Regions from separate parts of the Felis catus genome. Here region 2 is linked to region 1. A link is a contact called in public Hi-C data. All regions are on one chromosome and are shown on one strand. Each heading gives the region's core, a stretch centred on a gene start, on an enhancer-like site or on the middle of the called end of the contact. The rest is flanking DNA. Distances are from core to core; before and after follow the strand shown. Region 1 overlaps LRRK1 (leucine-rich repeat serine/threonine-protein kinase 1). Region 2 has its middle 3.4 kb from the start of CHSY1.

The links. A called contact is a pair of places that touch in the nucleus more often than the background predicts.
Region 2: a Hi-C map of skin fibroblasts shows a contact between it and region 1, with 5 times the contacts expected there. The contact joins two enhancer-like sites. A contact is called at or near these places in 2 of 3 Hi-C or Micro-C datasets (fibroblasts and skin fibroblasts).

What each region holds. Positions count from the first base shown.
Region 1 is chrB3:19,284,659-19,291,323 of F.catus_Fca126_mat1.0, reverse strand. It overlaps LRRK1 (leucine-rich repeat serine/threonine-protein kinase 1), which reads right to left. Exons shown (of 34, transcript XM_045058899.1): 11 at 4,235-4,347; 12 at 3,072-3,148. Among named protein-coding and RNA genes, the nearest start is that of LRRK1, 87 kb to the right of the region's middle. Within about 2 kb of position 3,478, at least 2 of the 10 cell types and tissues checked have an H3K27ac peak or open chromatin away from gene starts, as enhancers often do.
Region 2 is chrB3:19,490,930-19,497,594 of F.catus_Fca126_mat1.0, reverse strand. No RefSeq gene overlaps it. Among named protein-coding and RNA genes, the nearest start is that of CHSY1, 3.4 kb to the right of the region's middle. Within about 2 kb of position 2,379, at least 4 of the 10 cell types and tissues checked have an H3K27ac peak or open chromatin away from gene starts, as enhancers often do.

The DNA of each region.
Region 1 (6,665 bases), core at 2,229-4,728:
CAGCACCTGTCATAGAGTTCTCGGCCCGGTGCAGAAACTATGGAAACGGGGCTGCGCGAGCACAGCTCGAGGTATTTATGAACTGTAATTATTTATTCATAAGTAATTTATGACTCTGCTGGTCTGAATTTTACCGTAAAAACGGCTGTCCAAATTATTTTTGGACAAGGCCGCCACACAAACATGACTACTTGAACGTACATAAATCTCCTCAGAATTCTACTCTCCTTCTGCAAATAAGTTATCTTTTATAGATAATTCCTCACCCAAGGATCAACAGCCCCGAGAGAATCGCCCCACCGAGGGAGAATTTGCAATCCCAGGTGTGGGCCTCAACTCACGAGGCGAAAGTTAGGAACTCCAGAGGACTTTGTCGTGTGCTGATGCCCCGGCCCACCTCTGCCAGGGAAACTGCCAAGCCGTGTGGCCCCCCTCACCTCGCTCCCCAGACAGGCTCCTGAGGGGCCACCGGCAAGGTCATTTTCCAGAACGGTGCACGTTCCAGTTACGCTGCTCATGCGTGCCTTTGGCCTTGCGCTCTGGTAGCCTCATGAGGGAGTGTCTGGTCCCGCTCAGCGTTGGGCCCACCTCCTGCGAGGCCTACATTTCTAAACCGGAGACACCTTTCTAATCCACTCATGAAGTACGAGGCTCAACCCGAAGCAATGGAAACATGACTGAGATCCACCTCCGCTACACTTCTCGTGTGTCATCATCCCGTTTGGGCATCGATGAGAAGAAAGGGTGTGCTTCTCTTTCCTTCCAAGTGAAATCCTTATGTCTGATCTCAATTTCCAAAGTCCCAAGGCCCTTCATTTTAAGAAGGACTGGTTATGAGGGGCGCCTGAGTGGCTCAGTCGGTTGAGCGTCTGACTTCCGCTCAGGTCATGATCTCATGGTTTGTGAGTTCAAGCCCCGCATCAGGCTCTGTGCTGACGGCTTGGAGCCTGGAGCCTGCTTCAGATTCTGTGCGTGTCTCTCTCTCTCGGCCCCTCCCCCCGCTTGCACTCTGTCTTTCAAAAATGAATAAAACGTTAAAAATTTTTTTTTAAAAAAGGACCGGTTATGAAATTCCTAATTGTGTGTCCCTAGTAGTTGGTTCGAGGCCTCATCATTTGTTACAGGGACCATTTGTACTTCCTTTTCTGCAAACTGTTTATATCCATTGCCCTCCCCTGTTTTTTTTTTTTTTTTTTGTCCTATTGGTTTGTCTTTACAAGAAAAAACAATTTGTAAGCAGTCTTTGTATATTAGGACTTAAGCCAGTTTATGTTGCAACAATTTGTGTTGCAAACATTTCTTGTCTGTTTGCATTTTGACTTGGTTTATGATGCCTTTTACCGAACAAAGCTTTCATATTTCTACAAAGCCCAAGATTTTGGTCCTTTTCTAAAGACTTCTGGGTTTCCCGCCTAGTTTTTAAAGGTCTTTTCCACTCCCAGATTATACATATATTCTCTTAAATGTTTTTTGTTTTCTTTTTCTTTTATCTGTAAATCTGAAATCCACATGGAAATTTTCGTAGTTGATATAAGGAAGGGACTCCAGCCTTGTGATTTTTCCCCTTCCAACTGGACAGGCAGTTACACCACAGTATTTATTAAAACAATAAAACATTTTTTCCCTACCAAATTGAAATTCCACCTTTGTCATATACTTAATTCCTATATTTACTTAGGTCTGTTCCACTGCTGACATGTTACTTTTTCAATCATATGTAAATACACACACTCATACGTGACTGCTATATATGCATATATCCATATATATACTGAACATATCAGTTCATCAACAGGCGTAACAGGTGAACAGACCATTTGGGTCATGCCTGCAATATGTCTTGGCCTCTGGCATTTCTTGTCCCCATCTTACACCATCTGTACTGAAAGAGCACTTGCCAACATAAATCGAGCCAAAGAAGAACATTATGTTACATTTCAAATGACCTAAATATTGGTTCCGGTTCTACAGGACAGCATCCTGAGGGATATTTCTGTGACCCCTGCTGGGTTTAGAAGTCTTAGTTTTCAGGTTAAAAAGAAAAGGGCCGGCTGAATAGCTCCAGGGACAGGTTCACACCTTCCCCCATACCTCACAGAAGACAAAATAAAACCAGAAAAATTTGTTTTCCTGGGATATTGTCTGCTGAACTGGCCTGGTTTTAAGACCAGTAAAAATACTCTAAGAAAAGTTCTGTTTCTGATGAGTTTGGGGGAAGACCCTAAGCCCCCCACAGAGTCTCAGACTGGCCAGGATAGCATGCGGGGGTGGGGGTGGGGTGACTGTGTGCCCACGTGGACTTCCCGTGGATGCTACGGTGTGGCAGTAAGGACTTCACAGTGCTGCCCTTCCCAACCTCGGGGCTGGAGTCCCACAGTGCTGGGCTGAAAGCTGGTTGTCACCGAGCAGCTGTGTGACCTGGGCACATCAGCCAGGTGCTACAGACTGAACTGTCTTCTTCCCTTCATATGTTGAAGCCCTAACACCCAGAGTGATGATACTTGGAGTTGGAGCCTTTGGGAGGTAATTAGGTTTAGATGAGGTCATGAAGGTAGGGTCCCACAATGGGATTAGTACCCTCACAAGAAGAGACACCGGCGGGCTCGGTTTGTCGGTCGGTCTTTGCGAGAACACAGCAAGAAGGCTCTCACAAGGAGCCGACTATGCTGGCACCCTGATCTCAGACTGCCAGTCTCCAGAACCGTAAGAACATAAATTTCCATTGTCTAAGCCGCCCAGTCTGTGATGCTTTGTTATGGAAGCTTGAGCTGAATGCAAGACGGTGGAAGCCTCAGTTTCCTCACCTGCAAAATGGGGAACCCCAATCCATACCTCATGCTGTGGGCTTTTAAGAAAGGCTCTAACACGTGCACCATATCTAGGGCGGTGCTCGCTCATGGCAGACCCACCCACACAGCAGCTACCAGTCTCATCGGACCGCAAGCAGGAGAGGGGACTTCAGGATACTTGCAGGCCAAACGGGGAGAGAAAAGCCCCATGCAAGGGCGACCCCCGGTGGTGGAGCAGGGAACACCCGCCCAGCTGTCTCCTGCCCGCACCGCCTTACGCACCTGTCTCCGTCCCAGAACGCTGGCGCCCTCTGGTGGTGAAAAAGGAAATACGCTTTGTTTTAAGTCCGTCTTCATTTCTGCCGGGGCCAAAAACAAAGAAAGGTCAGATTTTGAGGAAAGCATGGCAAAGACATTACTATTTTGCTGTGATTATACAACGCCAAGCCATGCAGAGATATGGGAGAAAAGTCGATCAGCAGGATGTTTGGGCTCCCCTGCAGCTGCTAGGTAAGCACCCATAGCCCCTGACCGCTAATTGCACTAGTGATGTTCACAAGTCTTTGGGGGAATAAAACCTCTAAAGGAGGTGATCAAACACTGGCATGATCAATGATGATTCCCTTTCTTGAGCTTCTCCATTTGAGGCAGATGTGAGCGTTTCTGTGCCTGGCAGGAAGGCCTTTTCCAGTGGCTGTTCCATATTACACATTCTCACAGGAGTGGGGGGCTCTCTTTGGGGGGTAAATTCTGCTAAGAAGTGGACTTCAGCAAATGAAATTGGGAGTCTGGTCTCCAGGGCCCCAAGGACCAGCTGTGCTCATCCTCAGATCTTCCTGTTTTATTAGAAGGCTTTGGGAGTGATTTTTATTCATTGGATGCTCATTTTGGCTAGTGATCGGCCAAAACTTTGGAACGGAATGACAGGTTAGGTTGACATGAGAAGAGTCTCCTGGAGCCTTTAAAACTTAGAGATGGCAGGACACTGTTTTGGGTGAGTTGTGCCCCTTTCTTCCAAATTATGTTTTGAAGTCCTAACCCCCAGGACCTCAGAATGTGACTGTATTTGGAGGCGGGGTCTTTAAAGAGGTGCACAAGTTACAATGAGGTCATACAAATGGACTCTGATCCAATCTGACTGGTGTCCTTCTAAGAAAGTGGAGATTAGGACACAGGGAGACCATGCGAGACACAGGGAGAAGGTAGTTATATTCAGGCCAAGGGGAGAGGCCACAGGAGAAAGCAACCTTGCTGGCACCCTAATCTCAGACTCCCAGCCTCCAGAGCCATGAGGAAATAAAAGTCTGTTGTTTGAGCCCCCCAGCCTGAGGTACTTTGTTATGGCGGCCCTAACACACCAAGGAAGGCACCAAGCCAAGGGTCGGCTTGACTGTGGTTACACGCACATTTTCAAGCTCGCCAGGGTAAGGAGACCCCATGCTTACTTGCCAAATTGGTTTCTGGAGAGATCCAGGGTTTTAAGTTGTCTACAGGTCCACTTATCTTGAGGTGGCAGCACCATGAGCTGGTTGCCCTGTAACCTCAGGAACATGAGGGCCTGGGAAGGAGAGAGAGAGAGAGAGAGAGAGAGAGAGAGAGAGAGAGAGAGAGAGTCAAAGGTACCATCAAACACCAAAGGGAGCAGAAACTGAAGAGAAAGGTCATGTGCCTGACAAAATGCACAAATGATTGTAACGGATTCACTTTAGCAAAGATTCCAATAGTGTGGGGCTTCATAGTCTCTTAGAACTCGGAATTATATTGGGGCACCTGGGTGGCTCAGTCAGTTCAGCGTTCGACTCTTTTTTAATTTTTTAACTTTATTTATTTATTTTGAGAGAGAGAGAGTGAGGGAGGGGCAGAGAGACAGGAAAACAGAGAGAGAGAATCCCACGAAGGCTCAGCGCTGCCCGCACAGGGCTCGATGCCAGGCTCAAACTCACGAACGGTGAGATCATGATCCGCGCTGAAGTCAAGAGTCAGACGCTTAGGCGCCCTGAGTGTCTGACCCTTGATTTTGGCACAGATCATGATCTCACGGTTGTGGGATGGAGCCCCGCCCCCCCCCAAAAAAAACAAAAACTCATGAAATTGTATCAAATACAGCAAACGGGACAGTTTATACACTATCCTTCCCTCCAGATCAATGGGAGGCAGTTCATTTCAGGCTGAAAGGAGTCCAAGTGCTTCTCAGCGCTGGGCCTTCTTAAGAGTAACAGTTACTCACGGGCCCGTCCTGGGAACAGCAGCCGATGCTGAGGGTCCTGGAGGCCGAGGCATCACACCCCAGGGGAGGGGGCTGCTGCACAGTGCTGGGCCCCCCTGCCTCCCTTGACCTCCTCAGGTGATGCCCCTGGCAGGGGCAGGGTGGCAGGGACACAGAGGGTCATCTGCCCCAGCTGGGTGCCCTCTGCTGGCCAGGTGCCTGGCACCACCCGTGTGTCTGTGGTGCCCCCTGGTGACTACCCGGCCCTCGGCCCTCTGTCCACCCACCAGTCACAGAGGGGCACCAACTCTACCCTTGGACTTGTAACGTGTTTTACTTGGGAGTACAGGGGGCAGATTGTGACCTTTTTTTTTTTTTTAGGTTTTTATGTTTTAAAGTTTTTTTAATGTTTACTTTTGAGAGAGATTGAGAGAGAGAGAGAGAGAGAGAGAGAGAGAGAGAGAGAGAGAGAGAGAGAGAAAGTACAAGCAGGGGAGGGGCAGAGAGAGAGGGAGTCACAGAATCCAAAGCAGGCTCCAGACTCTGGGCTGTCAGCACAGAGCCCGATGCGGGGCTTGAACTCATGAACTGCCAGACCATGACCTGAGCCAAAGTCAGACACTTAACTGACTGAGCCACCCAGGCGCCCCATATTGTGACCTTTCTTGATACCACCACTGGGGACACCGACTATCCTGTCCTCTACAGTTGGCTCAGCAGTGTGAACAGGCTGCCTGCTTTGAACTCCTTACTCCATGCACTTGTCTCTTCCCTTGTCAAAGGGGGTCCACGCCACCCCCGCCATCACAACCAGCTTGTCACCGAAAGTTGTGCAGGGCCTCCCAGTACCCCCACTGGGAGGGGAAGACCGCAAGCAAACATGAATTCCTCCGGGGCCGAGCAGTAAGGTCCCAGACAGAGTTCTTTCCCTCCTGATTTGTGGCTTCTGGCCCCACTAGGAACCAGAAAACCGAGTCGGCAAGCTGCTGGTGGGAAGGAATGGACCCAGAGCTGGGGGCTGATACAGGCGATCTCCCCAAGGGCAGAGCTGGGGCGGTGGACTGAGCGTATGGCCCGGGGCCCCCCTGAGGGTAGCAGTGACTTCTGTCCCCATTGAAACATGCACACCTTGGGGCTTGAGACTCGATGCCCATCCTCCCTGAGAACACACAGATGCAAGGTGCCCTCCTGGCCCTTTTGGGGTCCCTGAACATGGGGGGAAGCTTCACTTTTCCCTGCAGGAGAACCTGTGGGGGCCCAGGTAGCCGGTGCGGCAGGACTGGGGGCCGAGGACTGTGCCCTCTTCCCGGGGCTGCCCTGATGCCTTCCGGCAACACTCATCAGCTCCAATCTGGGGCGGCACCCAGAGCCAAGGGATGAATATGATCTGTGCTCTAGGCTTTTAGGGGCTCCCATTCAAGTGGGGGGAACAGGTCTGCATATACCCCAAGATAAGAAAGCAGCCCGTGTTGGTGGGTTGGGTGGGGCGGGGGGACTCGGGACTGTGGCAAAAGGCACTTTCCTGAATTCACATCCAAAGAAGCTTCTAACCCTCAGGAATTCCAGTTGGGGAGGGAGACAGGGGTGGGGGGTGGGGGGGGCAATAAGGCCCCACCTACAGTGCTCCCTCCGCTCTGCACACGGGCCTCAGTGGGCCCCGTGGGGGCGGG
Region 2 (6,665 bases), core at 1,130-3,629, 210 kb before region 1:
CCTGAACCAAAGTCAAGAGTCTGATGCTCAACTGACTGTGCCACCCAGATGCCCCTAGAAACAGGTCATTATTAACCGTAAAATTAAAAAAAAACCCTAACCATTATTCTGAGTCCAAGATTATAGATGTCAATTTAACAGGAATAGTTATATACCACAAGAGGGCGCCATCGTCACAATGTTCTGGCACTGCCCTTGCTCGCTTTGGTGTGTTTAATACTGTTAGCCTAAGAAAATTTTAAAAGATTGATATTGTTTATATGTTTAAAGTTACAAAAAAAATAAAAGACATGGCATGAGGTCCTGAGATTATGGTAGGGCCAAAAATAAAGTACGAGGAGGAACCAGGATAAAACAAGTAGAGAAATAAATTCTTAAAGTAGCATAGGCATTTTGATGGTTTGAGAGGACTCTTAATGGCATCTCCACGCTGGTAGAACACTTACAATGATATATTAGGGAAATTAGATAGTAAAAGCTTGATTATATCTCTGAAATTTTCATTTTAGCTGCTTGCTGAGGGGTGAGAGCCAAAACTTGAAAGAAAATATTTGGGGGATTCTTGCTTAGAATCTGAGGCATTCTGGGCTGGGGTATTGGCTAGTTGATGGCAGCACCCACGTGGCCAGCTGGTTTCATTTCTCTGGGTCCCGGTTTCCACTTGCATCAAACGAGCAGTTGCACCAAATAAATGGTCCGGGAGAATTCGTGGTCTCAGTGATCAATACTCTGTTAATATCATCTTTGGGCTTCAATTTGTGGGAAATTGGTATCATTTTTTGGAGGGTTAGATACATAATACAATCATGTAACAAAAAATCAGACAAATATTTAAGCCTCTACTGGGAAATCTCACTCACATTTTCCCTCAACTGCCAAGCCCCACACCTGGGGCTTTTCTTCTCTTATTTCTTGTGCATCCTTCTAGTGTTTTGTTATAAAAACACTAGCAAAATTCTTATTCTCTCTGCTCTTTGTTCTGTACCACATCATACTCTTTCCATCTCAGTAGGAGGTGAATGCTTCCTTGCTCTGTTTTCCATCTGCAGACTATTTCCTTCTCTGATGGATGCACCATTGTTTATTTCTCTATTCCTCATGAAATGGACACTCGGGTCTAATCATTTAGTGTCACGAACAATGTGGCAGAGAATAACCATGTACAAGTGTCATTTTGTACTGGTATAGCTGGGGAACAAATTCTCAGAAGTGGCATTGTTGGGTTAAAAGTCAATGCACTTGTATTTTGCAATTTTGACCAAATTGCCTTCCCAGTGGGTTGCATGATTTTGCTCCCAGACTGTTGGAGAGCCTCTTTCTCCAGACTCTCCAACAGAGTGCATCATCATACTATTTTTATTTTGAACTCCTGTAGAGGCCTTAATATCACTTCTGGATAATCATCCTTATAATGCATTAGATGGGTAATGATGTATTTATGACCCTAGCATGGGCGTGATAACACAACAAGGCATGTGAAAGATTAATGACATGGGGTCGTTTGAGCAGGTTTTATGTCATTGATGTTTTCTTAAAAATTTTTTAATGTTTATTTATTCTTTGAGAGAGACACAGAGAACATGACCAGAGGTGGCACAGAGAGAGACAGAATTTGAAGCAGGCTCTGAGCTATCAGCACGGAGCTCAACGCAGGGCTCAAACTCACTAACTGCGAGATCATGACCTGAGCCAAAGTCAGATGCTTGACCCAGGTGCCCCTGTTGTTGATGTTTTCTTATTCTTGCTTTGCACTCTATGTGTTTGTGGATATGAATTTCTGCTGCCTCAATTTGTAGCTTAAAACTTCTTCTGCAACTTGCATATTTTTTTCCTCCAAGCAATTTTATGCTTCATTAGGCTGTGAGTAAAACAAAGAGAGTCTGAGCTGCATATATGTCTGGAGCGTTTCCACGAGGTGACCAGGTCTGACCACCATATGGACCCCTGAAGGTGGCCATGCTGCCGACTAGTGCTTGTGTTCTGATGGGGGGGGCACTCCTTCCCCCCCTCCTGTGGAATGGAAGCTTTGTCTTTGTGCAAACTTTCCAGCTGTGGAAACTCTGGCACTGCTCTAAAGATTAATGGCATTTCTTGGCAAAGGATGGGAAAAGCAAACTTCTCTGCTCTACAAGGATTAAGTCTTAGCCTAGAAGCAAACTGTCCCCGGCCTCCGCAGTGAGGTTATCTTGCAGAGAACATTCAGGCTGTTTCTCAATAGCGCCTGTGCTGGCGTCAGCCAATGTTTCCTAGTTAGTAAGATTACATCCCATCCGCCCAGCATGCAGAGTGGTGCTGAGTTTCTTCTGTCAAACACACACACTTGTGTGAGAAGCACACCCATAATGACTCAGTATCTGACAGAAAGAATGGACAGAGCTGATAAGCAGAGACCAAAGAAGCATGAAGATCATTCTAGCACAACCAGTGTCAGATCCACTCATGTCTGGAAGCCAGAACATAAGCCACAGTAGCTTGCCCTTTCCTGCATCTGCCTGGAAATGCTGCAAATAGAAGGAAATATTGAGCAAAAGTAATTAGCTAATGAGGACCTTAAATGCCAGTTTAATAGCAGCATTAATAATAAAGCAAAGTTTTATTGGGTTAAAAGAGGTTAAGTGGCAATCTTAGTAAAATGGTCATTATAGATTTTCTTCTTTGCAGGCAATGAACAGAACCTTCTGAAAAGACCAATTATTATAACTGCCTCCTCTGAATTTGCTGTTTCTCAAAAGAGGTGTTTCTAAAGGTTTTAAAAAATGATTACCACTTTTCGCAGGGCCCCTTGTCTGAGGCCGGAGTCTAGGAGCTGTGTCTTTAAAGAAGCCCTTACAGGGAACTCTGTCGGTTGCTCAAGGCTTGCTGCCAACAAACAATTGAGGTATTTACCAAGGGTTTCCAAGAAATTGCTGCAAATTATATGAAATGTTATACCTGTTACAGGCATTCAATGTATTAGCAACAGAAAAAATAAATGTAACGTGGGTGGGAAGAGGGTTGCAATTTGTGAGAAAATATTCAGTAATGTAGGTAGAGATGAATTTTAGGTACGTGACATAGATAATCACACTGCATGAAGACAGAAATGAAGTTAGCATGGCATTTTTGAACACATTTCTAAATATCAGTCTAGAATCATGGAGAAGGGACTTTAACATGACCTGTGGAAAGACCCATTTGGAGATGAGGAAACTGAGCCCCTGAGGGGGGTGTGCAGCTTGTTCCTGGTGGGACTTCCTCGTGTAGAGGGATGACCAGAATCCCAATTCTGCACCCGAGCCAGCCGGGGACCCCCATCTTAGGTGGTGTGTGTGCCATTAGGAACTTTTATTCTTAAATAACTCTCTAGTTTGGGGCTTCCCTTGCAAGTTTTTCTGAGTGTGGCTAACTCCACTCCTTTTTTTTTTTTTTAAGTTTATTTATTTTGAGAGAAGAAGGCACACACACACACACACACACACACACACACACACACAGCATGAGTTGGGGAGGGGTAGAGAGAGAAGGAGAGAGAGAATCCCAAGCAGGCTCTGCACTGTCAGCGCAGAGCCCAGTGTGGGGCTCCAACTCATGCACCGTGAGATCACGATCTGAGCTGAAATCAAGAGTTGGATGTTCAACCCACTGAGCCGCCCAGGTGTCCCAAACACCACTCCTTGTTTAAGATGGGAAAAATAGTCAACGAGTCCCTCAACCTAAGAGGGAGGGCTCCTAGTGCAGCAAAATCGAGAAATAGTTCTTTCCTCCGTTTACTAAGGTGCAATGCCTATGAAATCTGATCAACCTGACTTCTCCTCACCTTTAAAAATAAATTAGGGGGAGGGAGACATAGGGAGTGAGGAGCTGCCTGGCCTGGAGCAGGTTTTGAGGAGGGTGCTGTGTGTGCATTGGTAGGCTAGGGTCTCAGATGCACGCCATCCTCCCAAGATCCTTGCTGGTAATGGCTGTGCAGGAGCTGGTGGGGCTGGTGTCCAGACAGACAGGCCTCCACAGTGGAGTTATCGATTTGGCCCTTTGGGCTGTCACTGAAATCCTGGCATTTGCCTTCAGCTATGAAATCCCCTCCTGATTCAGGCCTCTGCAGGGGCCCTTGATGGGACATCTTTAGATCCTTCCCGGGGAGAACTATCTCAGCTTGAAGATCGAGCTGCTGCTTCCAGCTGAGTTGAAGCTTCCCCTCCCTATCCCCAGGCTGCACTTGGGAAGCGGCCCTTTCACCGGTGTAGAGGCTCCGGGAGCCCCTGGCTGACTTCTATAGGTCCTTGGCTCTCCTCCCTTCCCACCATCCTCTGGGCAGGCATCACCCTGCTTTTCCTGGGAGGACTTCACCTATGTCACATTCTCTTTGTACTGGGCGTTCTAAATGGTCACTCAGGCTTTATGGAGATAGGGAATCCTCTCTACATCATGAAAGACACACTTCATGAGTCTGCAGAGGAGGCAGGTGAGGCTATGGATCTACGAAGCAAGAAATTGAGGAGGACAAAACGTTTACCAGCCACAAAATGTTAAGTCCCAACACATGTTTATATGCTTTTCATTGGATTTCAGTCTAGAAGAGGAAATATACAGGGTTTTAGGCAGGTTAGAAAATACTGAACTCATTAAGTATGTCACCAGATTGAACATCTGTGTCTTGCCAGATTCGTGCTTTATGGAAATCATTGTGAATTATGGGGCTGTTGCTGAATTTGGGGCATCTGGTGACTACTTGGCATTTGTGGCTTATGGTCTTACTGGAAACCCCTTTGGATGGTTTTCAAGCCTGTAATTCATGGTTATGTGTTCTGTATTTTGCCCAAGACCACTGCTGGAATCCTGTGTTCACTGTATAATGAGCATTTTATTTTTAGATGTGGATCACCTCTTCGGGAGGGAGTCTGTGGGGAAGGTGGGTAATGAACTATTTTTGACATAAATCACAAGTGCCAAAGAAAGTGGTAATATCTGAAGAATAAACAACAGTGACCACCATTCAATTGCAGAGACTGTGTCTGTATCTCCCACAACTTGCCACTTCAAATTGTGTAATATTTCAAACATTTGGTCATATTAACAATGAAGAAAGATCCAAAGGATTACCTCAAGCATGCTTACTTTCTGTCCCTAATTCATTTGATGACATGAAGGGGACCTGTCAGGCCCAGGGAAACACTTTGCTCTCCAGGAGTTTCATTAGAAAACCCCAATATATTGGCGACTAAGTAACAAGACTAATATTTACTCTATGCAAACATTAGTTGTATGGACACTTCCTTGGCTTTTGTAGCCTTACTAAGTTTCTTTTTAAAAAGAGGAAATGTATAAAATTTAAAATCCATCCTAGAGAGGCTGTTGTTCAAAACCTGTGTCTAGAAATACACGGCACTTTTATGGATGAACTACGTAGAAATATTGACAAAGATTCAGGTAGATTGGGGGTACTAGTCGACTATCTGCCCACAAAGAATGTAAATAAAAGTAGTGTTTACCATCCAGAGTATTAACATCACCTACCATTTCTTCAAATCCATTAAAGACTAGCAGTGTTAGGAGCTTGGGCATTAAATACGGGTGTTTTTTTTTTTTTTTAAGCTTAGAAACTAGGGGCAGGGAACAAGGTAAGTGAATTCACGGTTCACTCTCTAAGCTTGCACGTCTCAAACGGCTCCTGCACTGTTTATTCTATATGTGCTCGTTCCTGCCCACATAACGGCGGGAACAAAGGTGCAGTGTGAATCGGGAAGACGCGGGGAAGGTAGACGGTCAGGTCCGCCTGGCTGGAGGGCAGGGCGTGGGCAGTGGGGTTTATGTGAGGACAGTCTCAACAGATGGAACGAGCGGTTCGGGCAGAGTTTGGGGACCAAGAAGCCCCTTCTTTAAAAATCCCTCCTCAGCTTCACGCCAGCAGTGCATCTTGCAGGATGGGGCCGCCTGGAGGACACGGTCCCGGGGAGAGGACGCCCCGGGGACAGGGCTGGGCGCCGCCGCCAAGAGTCCGAGCTCGGACCGGCGGGGGCGTGGTCGCCGGGCGGATAACGGGCTGCAGGGCGCCGCGGCCCGGGCCCCCGCCGGCGCCGAGCCGGCCCCACGCCCCCTCCGCCCCGGCAGCCCAGCCGCAGACCGCGCGGGCGGGGCGGGCGCCTAGCGCGCGCCGGGAGGGTTTTTTTTTTTTTTTTTGTTAAACTTTGGCCACGTGAACCGCCCCCCATTCACTTTTGCGCCAATCCGGCGGCGCGGACGGATCCCGAGAGGGGCCAGGCTCCACCGCCGCCGGGGCCGCTTCATAACGCGCCGTGCGTGACGTGAGGGGCTCCTGTTGCAATGGCGAGCTAAGCCGGAGGATGTGCAGCTGCAGCGGCGGCGCCGGCCACGAAGAGGACAGGGGCGGGTGCCGCGCGAGCCTAGCCGAGCCAGCCGAGAGACGCGGGCAGGGCGGGACTGGGGTGCGGACTCCGCTGCCACAGCCGTCGCCGTCGCGCTGGCCCCGCGCCCCCGTGCGCCAGCGGGAGGAGCCGCCGCCGCCTCGCGCTCTAGCCGCTGCCGGCGCGCGCCGGGCATGGTCCCCTCTTAAAGGCGCAGGCCGCGGCGGTGGGGGTGGGCGTGCGGAACAAAGCGGCGGCGTCGGGCCTGCGGGCGGCTCGGGGGCCGCGATGGGCGCGGCGGGCCCGCGGCGGCCGCGGCGCTGC